Linked DNA regions of Sus scrofa: all the other regions are linked to region 1. The links are chromatin contacts, called in public Hi-C and HiChIP or PLAC-seq maps. All regions are on one chromosome and are shown on one strand. Each heading gives the region's core, a stretch centred on a gene start, on an enhancer-like site or on the middle of the called end of the contact. The rest is flanking DNA. Distances are from core to core; before and after follow the strand shown. Region 1 holds the start of ZNF239 (zinc finger protein 239). Region 2 holds the start of IPMK (inositol polyphosphate multikinase). Region 3 holds the start of UBE2D1 (UB2D1).

Region 1 (4,451 bases), core at 1,450-3,949:
AGATCCAAGCCATGCCTGCCACCTACATCACAGCTCACGGCAACACCAGATCCTTAGCCCACTGAGCGAGACCAGGGATCAAACTGGCAAACCTCATGGTTCCTAGTTGGATTTGTTTCTGCTGTGCCATGATGGGAACTCCTTAAACAGGTTTTTATAAGCACACATGGTGTTTTCCCATGGATGTGAGGACTAAGCAAAAAGATGGTTTTGTTGGTGATATTGTTAAGAACTAATTTTTTTTCTTCCTTAAAATCCAGTCTGTACATCTGAAACACTGTAAATCAACTATACTTCCAATTTAAAAAAATAATTTCATCTAATTATAAAAAAAAATCCAGCCTGATATTTTATTCAAATAATTTCTGATGTGATGACCTGTTTAGTTATGGAGAAGGAAGTGCATGGAGTTAGAAAACATGGGGTTTACTTCTGGCTCTGCTGCTCTCTGCAATAAAAGACATGGTGTTCCCCTTTAGCTCCCTCAGAATTTGACCTCTCCTCTGTAAGATAACGGCACCAAGGCAGAGAAGGGGCTGGCTAACCCCTTCCTTTTCAAAAATTCTATGATACTGACAGTCTTGACCTAACTTCCTAGAAATGGTTTTATGGAAACCAATGAGAAATTGGTCTTTAAAAAAATGCTGCATGGTAATTCAACTTCTTGTACCAATTAAACATGTAGATATGCTGGTATAAGCAACAAAACAATGAGAGCATGCAAGATGAGCAACCTATCTTATCTACCTAGGTGGTAAGTATGTAAAGAAATATCCAAGTATGTAGAGAAATATGTCACAATAAATTTTTGGATGTACAAAGATCAAAGGGATAAAAAAGGAGTGAAATTCTCCTTTTGGTAGGTGTGGGGGAATGATGCCTAGGAACCTTAATTCTTGGAGTTCCCTTCGTGGCTCTGTGGTTAACAATCCTGACTCGGTCTTAATTCTTAAAGAACACCTCTGATAATTGTGACGCACAGCCTGACTGAAGAGCCATTTCTGGGAGTGATCTGGTAACTACTCTGCTGTTATTTAACAAATTTCCTCATGTTTTTGATCTTTCGTGTTTAATAAATCATTGTTAATGTGCATACTTTTTTAATACACATCATCTGCTCATGACAAAAAGCACAGTTGTTTATAATTCTGTTTGTTTTCTTGAGACCACTAGATTGTGCATGTCACAACTCTGAATGAATTTCAATGTGAGTGAAATGTCTGGCAGGAAAAGGCATGGTTTGAGACACAGGACCAGACAAAAATGCTATGTGGAGTCTTTAATAAAAGAGCATAGCCCAGTGCTCTCGGGAGTGGGCCAAATTCATGGAAGCAGTGTAGTTCAGTGAAAACTGAGGTGGAATTTAAAGTCGCATGTTTTCTGTGCAGACCCTGATGACATCATTTGATAACCATACGCTCTTAGTATCTTAATGTTCTTACACTCATGTTTATAAGATGTTTTATGTCTCACGCTGAAGTATGACAATAAAAAGAAAAAACATAGAGAACCAAGACGGGACCTGACACCAGACAGGCACTCAAGTTAATCCTGATGTCCTTCCCAAGAAAAGAAAGGAAAGGAGAGGAAGGAAAGGAAAGTATTTCCAGTCTCAGAGAAGAAAAACTCCAACTCACCTGGAACTCGGTCATTTCCTCTTGTCAGCAAGGACAGACTCCTGGAAAGGTAGAGTTAGGGAAAGCGAAAAATCCATGTAAATCACGTCCACTTTGCAGGACACAGACAAGCCAATCCAGCAAGACTGTAGGAAAAAAGTTACTCAGCTCCTGCAACCTTCCTTCATACACCCTCTGCTGGGGTACCCTTCCTGTCTCTCCATGCTGCACCTCCCTCACCTCTCTCCACTGGGCTTCGGATCAAATATGCCAAGCCTCCCCCGCAAACCCACCAGGGTAAGAAATTCCCATCCTTCCCAGCAGCTCTTAAGATGTGCCCATTTCCCCAGGCTTCGCGGATTTTTTTGCCCTCAAGTTCTAGTTAGAGCAGTAGGAGCTGTCGGGTTAGATGTATCGCCTCTCCGGAGAGATTTCGGCTGCCCGACACCTGACGGCCTGACTCGTTTCTGGGGTGCACGGCCTGTGACGCACTCTCTTTTCACCGAGGACAGGGCTGTGGGGATGGAAACTTCAGTCCCTCAAAGGCCCCCTCTCGGTCCCTTAACGTCCACCGAAAATCTCCTTCGAGTAGGGCCAGTCACCGGCGTGGAAAAGGCCGGTATGGCCAACTGCGAAGCTCCCAGGCCAGCCGAGGCCGGAGCTCAGGCAGGCGAGAGGAGGGCCATTCGGAACCGCGGGCGGCTCAGCAGTGGGGGCCGCCTGGTCTCAGGTGATCGCCGCCGATCCTGGGAACGCAGCAGCGGCCGAAGCGCGTGGGCACACGTGCGGCCCGCGTTCTCATCTCCGCCAGGGCGCGCGCCCTCCCACGGCCGCCCGCCAGGCTTCCGGGTCCCTGCGGTCCAGCGCCTGCCCCGCAGCGTTCCCACAACTAGACAGCCAGATGCTTCGCTGCGGGCTGCTCCGGGCTGCGCCTTCTGCCAGACAGCTCTCACCTCCCACTTGGAGTCGGACACCTGGAAGCGCAAGATTCGCAACACTGGCAACACTGACCCGCACCCGCGCCTATGTGCCGAACTACAAGTCCCAGAAAGCCGCGGGCGGACCACGCCCACTTCCGGCGCCGCCCTGGGACCTAGCGCGGCGCGGCGTGGGAGGATAGTATCACGAGCTCCGTCCAGTGCCCTTCGCGGTTGTTTGAGGTCTGCGTCTGGTTCCTTGGAGTTATCCGTGTTAGTGCGTCTGTGTGTTTTAAATTATAAACGCATAAGAATTATTTTAGGAATACTCATTAAAGTGTATTTTCGTTTTATTAAAGCGCTAATGGGGTTAAAGAATGTACATTACCCGTAATTTTTTCCTCTCCTTCAAAAATCAGAAGTTCATTCATTTAGCGGCTTATACAAATATGCTTTTTGAAAACAAAAATGAGGTCATGCTGTATATAGAGGCCTGCAGTTTGATTTGTAAAATTTGATAGTACTGTGTATCATAGATTACACAGAAACCTTTCTCTCTGAGGCCCTTTTAGTTCTTAATGCCTTCAAGGGAATGGCACCAAAATTCTCCTCAGTGGCTTCTCCATTGTTTTCACCCCTCACTGAATGACACAGGGATGCTCACTTGGTCTCTCTGGAATACTTTCCCTTCAGATTAATCCTGGAGATGAAAGAGCTGTTTTCTAGTCCTCTCGTCTTTGTCTCTCCCCTTCTTGGTGTAGTTTCCAGTTGCTGCTGTAATAAATTACCATAAACTTAGTGACGTATCACAGACGCAAATTTCATCTTTTACAGTTCTGGGAGGTCGGAAGTCTGAAATCAGTTTCACTGCACTAAAGTCAAGGTGTCAGCACTGCTGGGTTCTTCTGGAGGTTCTAGAGGAGGATCTATTTCCTTGCCTTTCTCAAGGTAATTCATGGTCTATGTTCCTTGGTTTGTGATCTCTTCCTACGTCTTCAAAGCATATGACTCCAATCTCTGCTTCCTTTGAAGTTAATAAGGTAGCTTGATAGTTACTTTCTCTGGTGCAGACTCTTCCAGAGAACTAACTACATGTGATTACATCAGGCCCACTTGGTTAATCCAAAACAATCTCTCCACATCATGATCTTAAATTTTGTCACATTTACAAATCCCTTTTTGCTCTATAAGGTAGCACTCATGGTTTCTGGGGATTAACGTGGATATTTTAGAGGGCCTACCACATTTGGAGAGCCTCCTCCTCGGAGGTGCTCTCCTGCCTTTGGTCTGGGGAACAAAAGATCTCTCTGGGACCTGATGTTCCCCTAAATCTTCCCTATCCATCCCATCACTCTTGCCCTGACTCTCACGCCTTTATGTTCTCATTTTCCACCCCACCCAATTTAGAGGGAGTGGCTCATAATTATGATCAGTGTCTTGCTCCTATCTTCCTTGGTTTTATTTTCCTGATAAAATATCAAATCTAGTTGAATCCAACTCCTTGCCTATTTCACACCTGTACCTGTGTAGCAGATGTGTCCTGAGAAAAATATGGCTCTGGTGATTGGTCTCACTTTCAGTTTATGACTGCTAAGGTCAAGTGGGCCGTCAGTGCTGCTCAATTATCCCATTACACTTTCTTAGTTCATTCATTCTCCTAAATGACTATCTCACAGTTTCTCGTCTTTCTTCAAGCCTCCAATAACTACTTCTCTCATCTCAATCACAGCTGATGACCCTTGCTTTCTCTGAGAAGAGAGAACTTTTATACCCTCACACAAGCACATCTGCCCACCTCTTTCCACTGGAGCCTATTTTTTCTACCTTCCATTCTGAATGAACCGCCCCAGTTTCTATTTAAGAAAACTTGGAGTTCCCATTGTAGCTCAGTAGGTTAAGAATCGGACATGGTATCCAT
Region 2 (4,451 bases), core at 582-3,081, 190 kb before region 1:
ATTGGGATAAACAGATTTGGCGTCTAAAACTTAAAGAGCTAACACTTTATAATGGGGAGAAAGGCACAAAATCCACACATCATTAACACTTAACTTTGAAAAAAAGAAAGAGGTAAAGATAAATGTAGTGGGAAATGTTCTTTGAGAAATAACAAATACATTCAATCCTCAGTCATTTTCAAAAATACTTGTTTGTTTTCTGCAAGCACAATACATGGTGGGAAAAAACAGTGCTCTGAGGCAAGACCCTTGGTTTCCTGATTCTACACACAGCTGTGTGATTTTTAGGCTTGTCATTTAACCAGCCTTGACCTCAATCATTTCACCTAAAAATGACAGTATTATCTTACCAGCCTAAACCGGAATCATCTTACCAGAAGAAACCAAATTGTTCTTTGTGGTTTCCAGGTATAAGAGCCGCATTATTCACATATTCATCTGATTCCCCATGTAATCATGGCCTAGGAACCAGTTTGAGTAAGCTGGGTGAATTACAGTTCCTAAACTGAATTTTTACACCACCAAGAGAATAAAAAGGCCCTAGATTGTGCTTTTAACTCTGTGAGCTAAAAAAATGTATTAGAAAGGCCACGATACAGTCTTACAAAGATGACCAAGAATAACTGAATGTCTTATCCTTGTACCATGCTACAAGCAGGCTCTATTTCCCCCTGTGTTTCAGCATTACTGGAACCACGCCTCCCAAAGAAATGCAGGAGGTATCAGAAAAGCCTCTCGAGGAGGCTAGGAGAGAGATCCCGGATAAGCTGGGACTTGCTTTCAAAACAAAACAAAACCCAAACAAACAAACATTAAAAAAAAAAAAAAAACCTGTTTTTTCCTCCCCTCCAGCTATGCAGCTGCACCCAAAAGAGAAGCACTAGATTACCATCATCTGCATTTCATTCCTGTTCTTTTGCAATACTAGCTACCCGCCTATAATAAACAGACCTTGTGCTCTGGGGATAATTTACTTCCCGTCCTGTAAAGATGAAGTTCCTTATTTTCACCAACAACGAATCGGTACTCACCCTCCCTGGGGAGTCTAGACACTCCTCTTCTCGCCACCTCCCGCTGCCGGCCTGACGCCCCACACCCAAGAAATGTCCCCACTTTTCCAGCCCCTGGTGCACGCACTGGTCGCGAGGCTCTTGGTGGAAAGCGGAAGAGACCGGGGGTGCGGCTTGAGGGCGCGGAGGGGCGCCTCCCCAGCGGGTGAGCACCAGGCTGCCTCGGTCGGCCGGGGTCTCTCGAAGGCGGAAGGGGAGCAACGAACGCCGCGCCACCCCCACTTACCCACTTTGTCCTTCCCGTACATGTGCCCAGCCACCTGATGCGAGAGGGGCACGCAGCCGTTGAGGAAGCGGAGCCTGCCGCCAGCCGGCTTCGGGGTACCCTCGGGGGCGGCCTCGCTCGCCGCTGGGGTCCGCATTTCTGGGGGGCCGGGAGCCTCGAGCCGGAGAGGGGATGGTGGCTCCGTTGCCATAACGGAGAGCTGAAGCGGTTAGCGGCAGTGAGAGCAGGGGGGTAAATAGGGCGGAGGGAGGGGGCGCCGAGAACCGAGGGTCGCTCAGTCTCGGCCGCGAGGAGGCCCGGGGGTTTCTGCGGCTGGTGGCCGCTGTGGCCCGATGAGGGGGCCCATGACGCCGCAGAGGCGCGGGCGCTCCCCTGCCCAACTCTGGGCAGAGCGCGGCTCCCTGCTCCCTCAGCTCCGCCGCCGGCCCCGGCGCAGCCCCGGAGACGGATCCGAGCGGATGAGCTGCGGCTGCGGCGCCCCGCGCTCCCAGGGGCCTTGACGGCGACGGCGGCCCCACCTCCCGCGCCCCCGCCCCCTCCCGCCGTCCTCCAGTCCCCTTAGCTGCCGCGCGCGCGTCAGCGCCGCCTGCACCGCCGCCTCCGCCGCAAGCTTCCGACTGCGCGACCAGCGGCCGCTGCCGCCACTGAGCATGCCCAGAGGCCGCCCGACGGGACCCCCGCGGCGGGGCGTGCGCCCCGGCCGCCAGGGCGAGCGGAAGGCGACCTGGATGCTGGGAAGACGCTGGCGGCCTTTCTTGTCCCCACCCTGACTGGCCGTGTGACGCCTGCAGGGCTGTTGTGTCCTCATTCATTCAGTGCGCGTTTGCACGCTTACCGGGGTCCGGCTCAAAGATGCCAGAGGCTCCCAATTGTGAGGACCAGTCAGTCCCGCGTTAGGAGAGTTAGGAGGGTGGCTGTGCCCAGGATGACTTGTGAGGCCACCCTTTAACTGCGATTACCTCCCTACAATCCCCAGCCGCACAGATACAACAGGAGTAAAAACTGGCAGTTTCTTAGCAGACGCGCCTGCAAAACACCCTTCAAGTAATACTATACCCCCTCCGAAAATTGGTGCCCCTAAGCAACTAAGAAAAGAAAGAAAAAGAAACCGACACCTATATCAGACTGCAAAAGATAAGGAATAATCTTTTTTAAGTGATCATTTTTTTTCTCTTAATGAAAAGAGCCAGGTTTTTTTCCCCTCCCTCAACACGAAGTTGTGTTAAGGCAAGGTCCCTTACGTTAAGGCAAGATCCAAGGTCCTCAATAGATGGAGAATTGGGTAGGCAGAAAAAAGGGATGCACAGTGGGAGCGAGGGGAGAGCCTAGAATGAGACATCACAGTGGGTTCCTGTGTCTGTCACTGGCATTTCATATAACTGGACTTCGCCCTGCAGGTACCAGACTAAACAAGAAAATGTGGGGTAAAACCTTAGATATCTGATTTTGGCAAGTGTTACATCAGCACTTGTTCTCGGTCCAGAGAAATCCGCGCACCTGGGAGAAACATAAAACCTGGCCTGGACTCCCTATTCCAAAGGCCCTTTTCCTGGGCTCCAGAACCAAGCGCCTAAGGATTGCGCAAACTCAGTTGCTACCTCTCTAGGTCGCTACTTCTCTAGGTCTCTCCCTCCTCCCCCCTCCTGCGGCTGTCAAAATCCGGACTCAAGATCTCCCAAAGGCCCGGGACACAGCTCTGCGCATGCTCAGCACTAGCCTGACGGATAATACACACGTGCTTACCGATCGTCGCGGCGCCTGCGCGGTAGCAGCCTGGAGTCGGTGCCCTTAGGACCGTCGCTGGTCGCCCCTTGACTCCCGCTGTCCGCGCGAGCCGGTTTGTGCTCAGCGTCCAGTGCACATCCTTGCAAGCGACGGCGCCATGAGTACGACTTCCAGCGTACGAGGTGAAGTGGGGCCTGGGAGTGGGTAAGGCTGGCGGCCTGCGCACCGATTGCAGATCCCTCAGCGCCTCTTTGGGCTGTTACTGCCGCTCGCTCTGCGCGCCCGCCGGTCCTGTAACCTTGAGATGCAGAAGGGCAAGCGTTCCGCTGGCCTTCGGGCTCCCCGGACCGCACGGGGAAAAGAGCAAGATCAGAGTATGATCTCCAGGCATAAGTGGCATGGGGGCCATGCAGGCATCTACCCAGTTTTAGACCGCATTTCCCCAAACTAGCTAAACCCTAAATCCTAACGATTCTTGCTCTGCTAGTTTTTCTTATCCCCTGCGACGCCTGTTTTGTCATAGGGCCTGGATAAAAGGAAAGATGAAAACAAACAAAAAACCCTCTTCTCCACTCTCAACCCTTAAATCACCGTGGAGTGAGAACGTCGATTTCCTGCAACCATCAAGCGGTGCATGCATGACTAATCACATCTTAGTTTTTTGCACACGTTTTTTTAAAGGAAGGAAACCCAATCCGGGGTCTTCAGTTTTCCCAGGTTTTTTTGTTTTGTTTTTGTTTTTGTTTTAATGCCTCTGGCATCTGGCTCTCGGTGGCAGTAGTCCAAGAGAGGATAGAAAACTGAGTTGGAGCTCACTGATCCTTCACCTTTCTCAGCCTTGCTTCCCTTGTGCTGGTACCTGGGGTTTGAAAATGTTACTTCACAGAAGGTTCGATTAAAATTAGACTTTCTAGAAGTCAGTTAATGTGGGGCTTCACTTCATAATAATTCTTGATGGTAGTATAATTGTTAATTTAATAATGTGTACCATCCAGTATACATGTGATCTTTGCCAGGTATATAACGCCACACCTCAAGGTTTGGTAACGTGTAATGATAGTTAAGTAAAGGCAAAGAGATTGCCCAGAAGTCAATTAAAAATAGCGCTCTTGATTCATTTAGTGAATATTGAGCATCTGGAGTGGGAGGTGTAAAAGATCCCTACTAACTTGCACCCTAGTTTTGTTGCAAAAGTTACCTAACAGAGTGAGGTTGGTAATCCATGACGTTTTTAAGTTCCTAATGTGGCATATAGGAGGTGATTACTTGGAAAAGTTATTTCAAAGGGTATTCATCATTAGTCTCCCTTAAGTAGAGTCATCCTTGTTGCAATTAAAGTAGAGATTGGAGTTCCTGTTGTGGCTCAGCGGCAATGAACCTGTCTAGTATCCATGAGGACGTGGATTCAATCCCTGGTCCTGCTCAGTGGA
Region 3 (4,451 bases), core at 913-3,412, 140 kb before region 1:
TCATGTCTGCCCTATGAAAAAAAAGAGTGATGTTGAGGGTAGGGTCCCATTTTCTAGAGAACAAAGATGGTGGGTCAATCTAGCCCCAATACATCTCTCTGCAGGATGATATGGCCTTGCTGGTTTGTTTCACAAACCTCCTTGTCCCAACATACTTCAGACTTCCTATTGATTGGACCATGGGTGGCTAACTAACCTAAGAGTAGTCAGTCCATACTTTGCTCACTAGCTGAAAATTATAGCCTGGAGTAAAAAGATGGATGTATCAATGAGATTCTTCCTTTTAGGGAAATAGATAGGGAGTACCAAAAGGCCTGGCCATTTAACAGCAGGAGCAGTTGCTGGAAGAGTGTCAAAAAATGGAGTAAGAGTGATAGGAGCTCATGCCACGTGCAAGAGAAGCTAAGAGGGAACTGGGAAAAGGAGGGTGGGCCAGAGTGCAGAGAAGCAAACCTCAAGAAAAAGGAAGTAAGAGAATAGCTAAACTCCAGAAAGATTTTAGTATTATGTTTATTTTGGGGGAAGGGGATGAGAGGCTTCTAAATCAAGTTTCAGATTCCATTACACATTTCCATCATTCTTTCACTATCCTATCTACCTAGGACTTTAAGTTACATGAGTGGATTTTTGTTCCTTGTTCTTTGTAAGCCTTTAAAGAAGCTATGGTAGCTACTGTTTGGGGCTTTCCTCCAACCCTGACATTGTAACACATTCTCATTCCTGGCCACAAAGAAGGAAGGTGGACATGTCCAGTAGACTTTTGGACATAAAAGGCTGAAATTTGGGTGAGAGTTTCATTGGAAAGAAAGATTTTAAGTCATTATCATATAGAAAAAAACAAGGAAATAATTTTTATAGAGCACTTTCAACATATTAGGTATTGTGGCATGTTATATGTATATCAGTTAATTTTTACAATAACATATCTAGAGATTTTGACATGAGGAAACTGAGGCTTAGAGAGTTTAATTGACTACACAACCACACAGTGGGTACGAATCAGAGCTGGGATCCCATTCCAGGAGAGGATCTGTCTACAAAGCCCTCCCTCCAGCCAAGCTTCGTGGGCTCCCACCCAGTTCATGGTAGAGATCAGAGACTGGAACTCCAGGCCACTCTGACTCTTGAGAAGGGGAGCTAGTGACAAAAAAGCCAAAGCCAGAGGAGTAAAAACCCCAACTACCCTAGTGCTCTGGTAGGCGGTAAGTATTTTAAAAAGCAAAAGGTAGCCAGCAATGAAATAGGTCAAAAACGTCATGGAGGAAAAGGAGCGAACTCGATTTGGGAAGTAGAAGCTCAAGTGCGACTCTGGTGAGAAGCGAGTTCTGCTGGTGCTGAAAGCAGAAGCCAAGTTTTATTGAGCACACACGTTCATAAGAATTGAGTGAGTGAGGAGCGCGAGGAGACTATGGGGACAGAGCAGGTACTACTGGTCTGTCAACGGAAAGGAAGGAGGATGAAACTCAGAATTGGGAGTTCCAAGAAGAAGCAAACATGGTGGGATTAGCATCAGATAGAAGGGGCGACTTTTGAAATAGGAATTAAGGAGGTAAGGTGTCTTAACTGGTATAAGTCTGTGCATATGTGAGAAATTGACGCAATTCAAGTATTTGAGAAGAGGGTAAAATCTGTAAACGTAAAAAAAAGCAAGATGAGCTACAGCACGTCAGAAATTCTTGTACATGTTTTTCAAGCTAATTTGTTATCCTCATTTTACAGAATGGGGACTCCACTTCAGTACCTTGCTCAAAATCCAACTGCAGAGACCTACTCAACCCGGGGTAGTTCTGAGATCAGCCTGCGGGTCTAGGTCATCTGTGAGCAACGCACCCCCGCCCCGGGCGGCGGCCAGGAAGAGCCGGAACTACACTTCCCAAAGTGCCCGGCGGGATGGGGCGGGGCGGGGCGGGGCGGACACAGCCTCCTTCCCAGAAGCAAAAGCGGAAACAAAAGAGTCTCACCGGCGTCCCCGCCCGCATACTGGCGCTGGGGCGCACTCGGAACGGGCAGCGGCTCCCGGAGCGAGCGAGAGAGCAGCAAGCCGGGACCCTCCCGGCTGAGCCAGCCGAATAGCCAGCGAACCGAGTCCGCAACGATCCCACGCCTCCGAGCCCCGAAGCCGTCCCCCACCGGCCAGTGTCCCCGCTGTCCTCCCTGACCCATGGCGCTGAAGCGGATTCAGAAAGTGAGTGCCGGGGCCCGGTCTGGGGCGGGGGCTTCAGCCCCCTGCCCACGCTGAGCCCGGCGGTGGTCTGAGAGTTGTGCCTGGAGGGAACGTGAAAGAAGGATGGGCCGGGGCGGGAACCAGGGGCCAGGGATGCTGGCGGGGCCAGCGGGCACCCGACAGGTGAGGTGGGAGCAGCGGCAGGTCCCGGGCGCTGGAGGTGCTGGGAGGCAGGGGGCCCGCCGTGCGCTCTCTCAGGACCTGCGCCCGGAGCCCCGGCCGGAGATCGTTTCGGTCTCCAGACCTTCCCGAAATCTGTGCTTCTCGGTCGCGCCTGAATTTTGTCCTATACCGGGCGAGTTTTGGCCCTTGTCATGCTGCTTTCTTCAAGCTGTTTCTTAAGCCGGTTCTCTTTTATGTTCTTGTCTCCCTGGACTCCCGGGGAGGGCAAGGAAGGTGTGGTGGGCCTGCAGCCTTCCTCCGCGGAGCCCTTGGATTTGTTCTTTCTCTCCTCTGAGGTTGGCTCTTGCTCAGATGCCCGAATGGGCTGGAAAAGCCTGTTTGGGGCCGAGAAGCCTCCTGCCCCTTCTATTTTGGTCCCTCTGCTGCTGCCACTTCAGGTCACATAGCTGTAGTGAAAACATAGTTGCTGATACACAGCAAGATGACCTCCTGGCTGTGATTCATGGCAAGTCAAGCCAAGCAGGTTTTTTTTACCCCTCATGATAAACTTAGGTGTAAAGTTTGAGACACAACAGAAACTGCCACAAATTTAATTGTTTGATGTTTTGACACATGGGTATAGAATGAGGAAGAAATGTGTACGTTCATTAAAGAAATGTTTGTCTATCCCAAACGCAGTGTAAGGTATTGTCTTCTCTTGCATAGTATCTATTGCTACTGTCTCTACATGAACATCTTACAAAATTGGGTTGGGGCATTTTCTTTCTGTTCACTTTTACTTCTTGTTAGGTGATTTGGTCTGTTCACTGACACAAGTTTTAGGTTTTATTGGTATGTTTCATGTGGAGAACATTGAGAATTTGTTATTTTAATGGGAGTTAGGTTCAGCAAGTTAAGCCAACAATGGACAGTATGTTTTGTAAAGGATTTCAGAAGAAATCCTACCGAAAAAATTTATCAACCTTTTCAGGCATGAATCAAAAGAACAGTGATAGAGATGTTTTCTTAGTCACCATTGGTGGCATCTTCTGGTACAGAGGACAGCAACTTTCTAGAACCAGCCAATTTTGGGGGGGGAGAGTCAAATACTAAATCTGTGGAATATTGTTAATTTTTGTACTTTTTAAAGTTCCTCTCGCTATAAAGCCCATAGCTAATGATCAGCATTTATTGATTAGTATGTTTTCTGGTTTGAAGATAATGCAGTTACACATTTTTTTTTAATAGATAATTCTAATCTGAAGCCTCACTCAGCATCTTTGCCATGCCTTGTGTACTTATTAATGATGATGTAATATTGGCTCTCATTTGAAGTAAACCACACACATTTTTCCAAGTAAGTCTTAAAAATTACATTTTCTTCTTCTCTAGTTGTGAGAATTTTTTACAAAGCTTTACACATATAATAGCTTTTAAGTAGTGTAGAATTTGTCCACAGTAGACAAAGGAAATTGTCATTATTTGTAAATATACTGGGCAACTATCAATCACCATGCTGAGCCAGTATATTTGATTTGTATTTATAATATGGCATATACCCAAATCATATTTTCAGCTCTTAGTTTGTAACAGAGTTGTCTGGTTAAGAAAATATTCTTACGTAGAATTGATGTCAGATCTGTAACAAATTGATAGTTTGGGGAGGAGATTTGGGGTCACATAACATCCCATCTCTATGTGTCAGTCTTTGGCTTTCCTTCTCTGTTGTCAGAAAAGTTGACTTGCATAAATCTCTCTTCCATGTTCAAACAATTCCCTCAAACTTTAGAAGGTATTTGTTTTGATTCCCCACTTTTCCTCTTGCCTTACCTACCCCCTTGATTAAAAAAGAATTCCAGAGAATGTGTGCTGTTTGCCATATGAACACTTACAAAGCCCTATTTGATAGCATCATTATACAGATTCTCTTTGAATTTTGCATGCTTCAACAAAAGAAAATGCATAGTAATGTTTGGCCTTTCTTTTTAAGTGTATTAAAGGAATACTGTCAGTTGCCTTCCAGGTCCTCTGGGTTGTTATTTTCCTGTACCTGCAGTGGCAGCCTATAGAACTGCAGAACCTCAAAGAACTCTGCAGTAGCAGAGTGGAGTGGAGAGAAGGGGAA

Evidence for each region. Hi-C and Micro-C count contacts between places; a contact is called where the count stands out from the background. HiChIP or PLAC-seq counts read pairs in DNA pulled down with a chosen protein or histone mark.
Region 2: a contact with region 1 is called in a Hi-C map of skeletal muscle, with 4 times the contacts expected there. The contact joins the promoter of IPMK here to the promoter of ZNF239 in region 1. A contact is called at or near these places in 5 of 47 Hi-C or Micro-C datasets (embryonic fibroblasts, heart right ventricle, liver and 1 more) and 1 of 2 datasets of contacts at active chromatin or transcription factors (alveolar macrophages).
Region 3: a contact with region 1 is called in an H3K27ac HiChIP or PLAC-seq map of alveolar macrophages. The contact joins the promoter of UBE2D1 here to the promoter of ZNF239 in region 1. A contact is called at or near these places in 1 of 5 promoter capture datasets (liver) and 1 of 2 datasets of contacts at active chromatin or transcription factors (alveolar macrophages).

The regions. Positions count from the first base shown.
Region 1 is chr14:92,188,073-92,192,523 of Sscrofa11.1, reverse strand. ZNF239 (zinc finger protein 239) reads right to left here and starts at 2,699. Exons shown (of 3, transcript XM_021073009.1): 1 at 1,638-2,699. It also overlaps the pseudogene LOC102167823.
Region 2 is chr14:92,380,851-92,385,301 of Sscrofa11.1, reverse strand. It overlaps IPMK (inositol polyphosphate multikinase), which reads right to left and starts at 1,831. Exons shown (of 6, transcript XM_021073222.1): 1 at 1,297-1,831. The coding sequence starts at 1,486. CISD1 (CDGSH iron-sulfur domain-containing protein 1) reads left to right here and starts at 3,000. Exons shown (of 3, transcript XM_021073223.1): 1 at 3,000-3,203. The coding sequence starts at 3,179.
Region 3 is chr14:92,327,924-92,332,374 of Sscrofa11.1, reverse strand. UBE2D1 (UB2D1) reads left to right here and starts at 2,162. Exons shown (of 7, transcript NM_001078674.1): 1 at 2,162-2,185. The coding sequence starts at 2,162.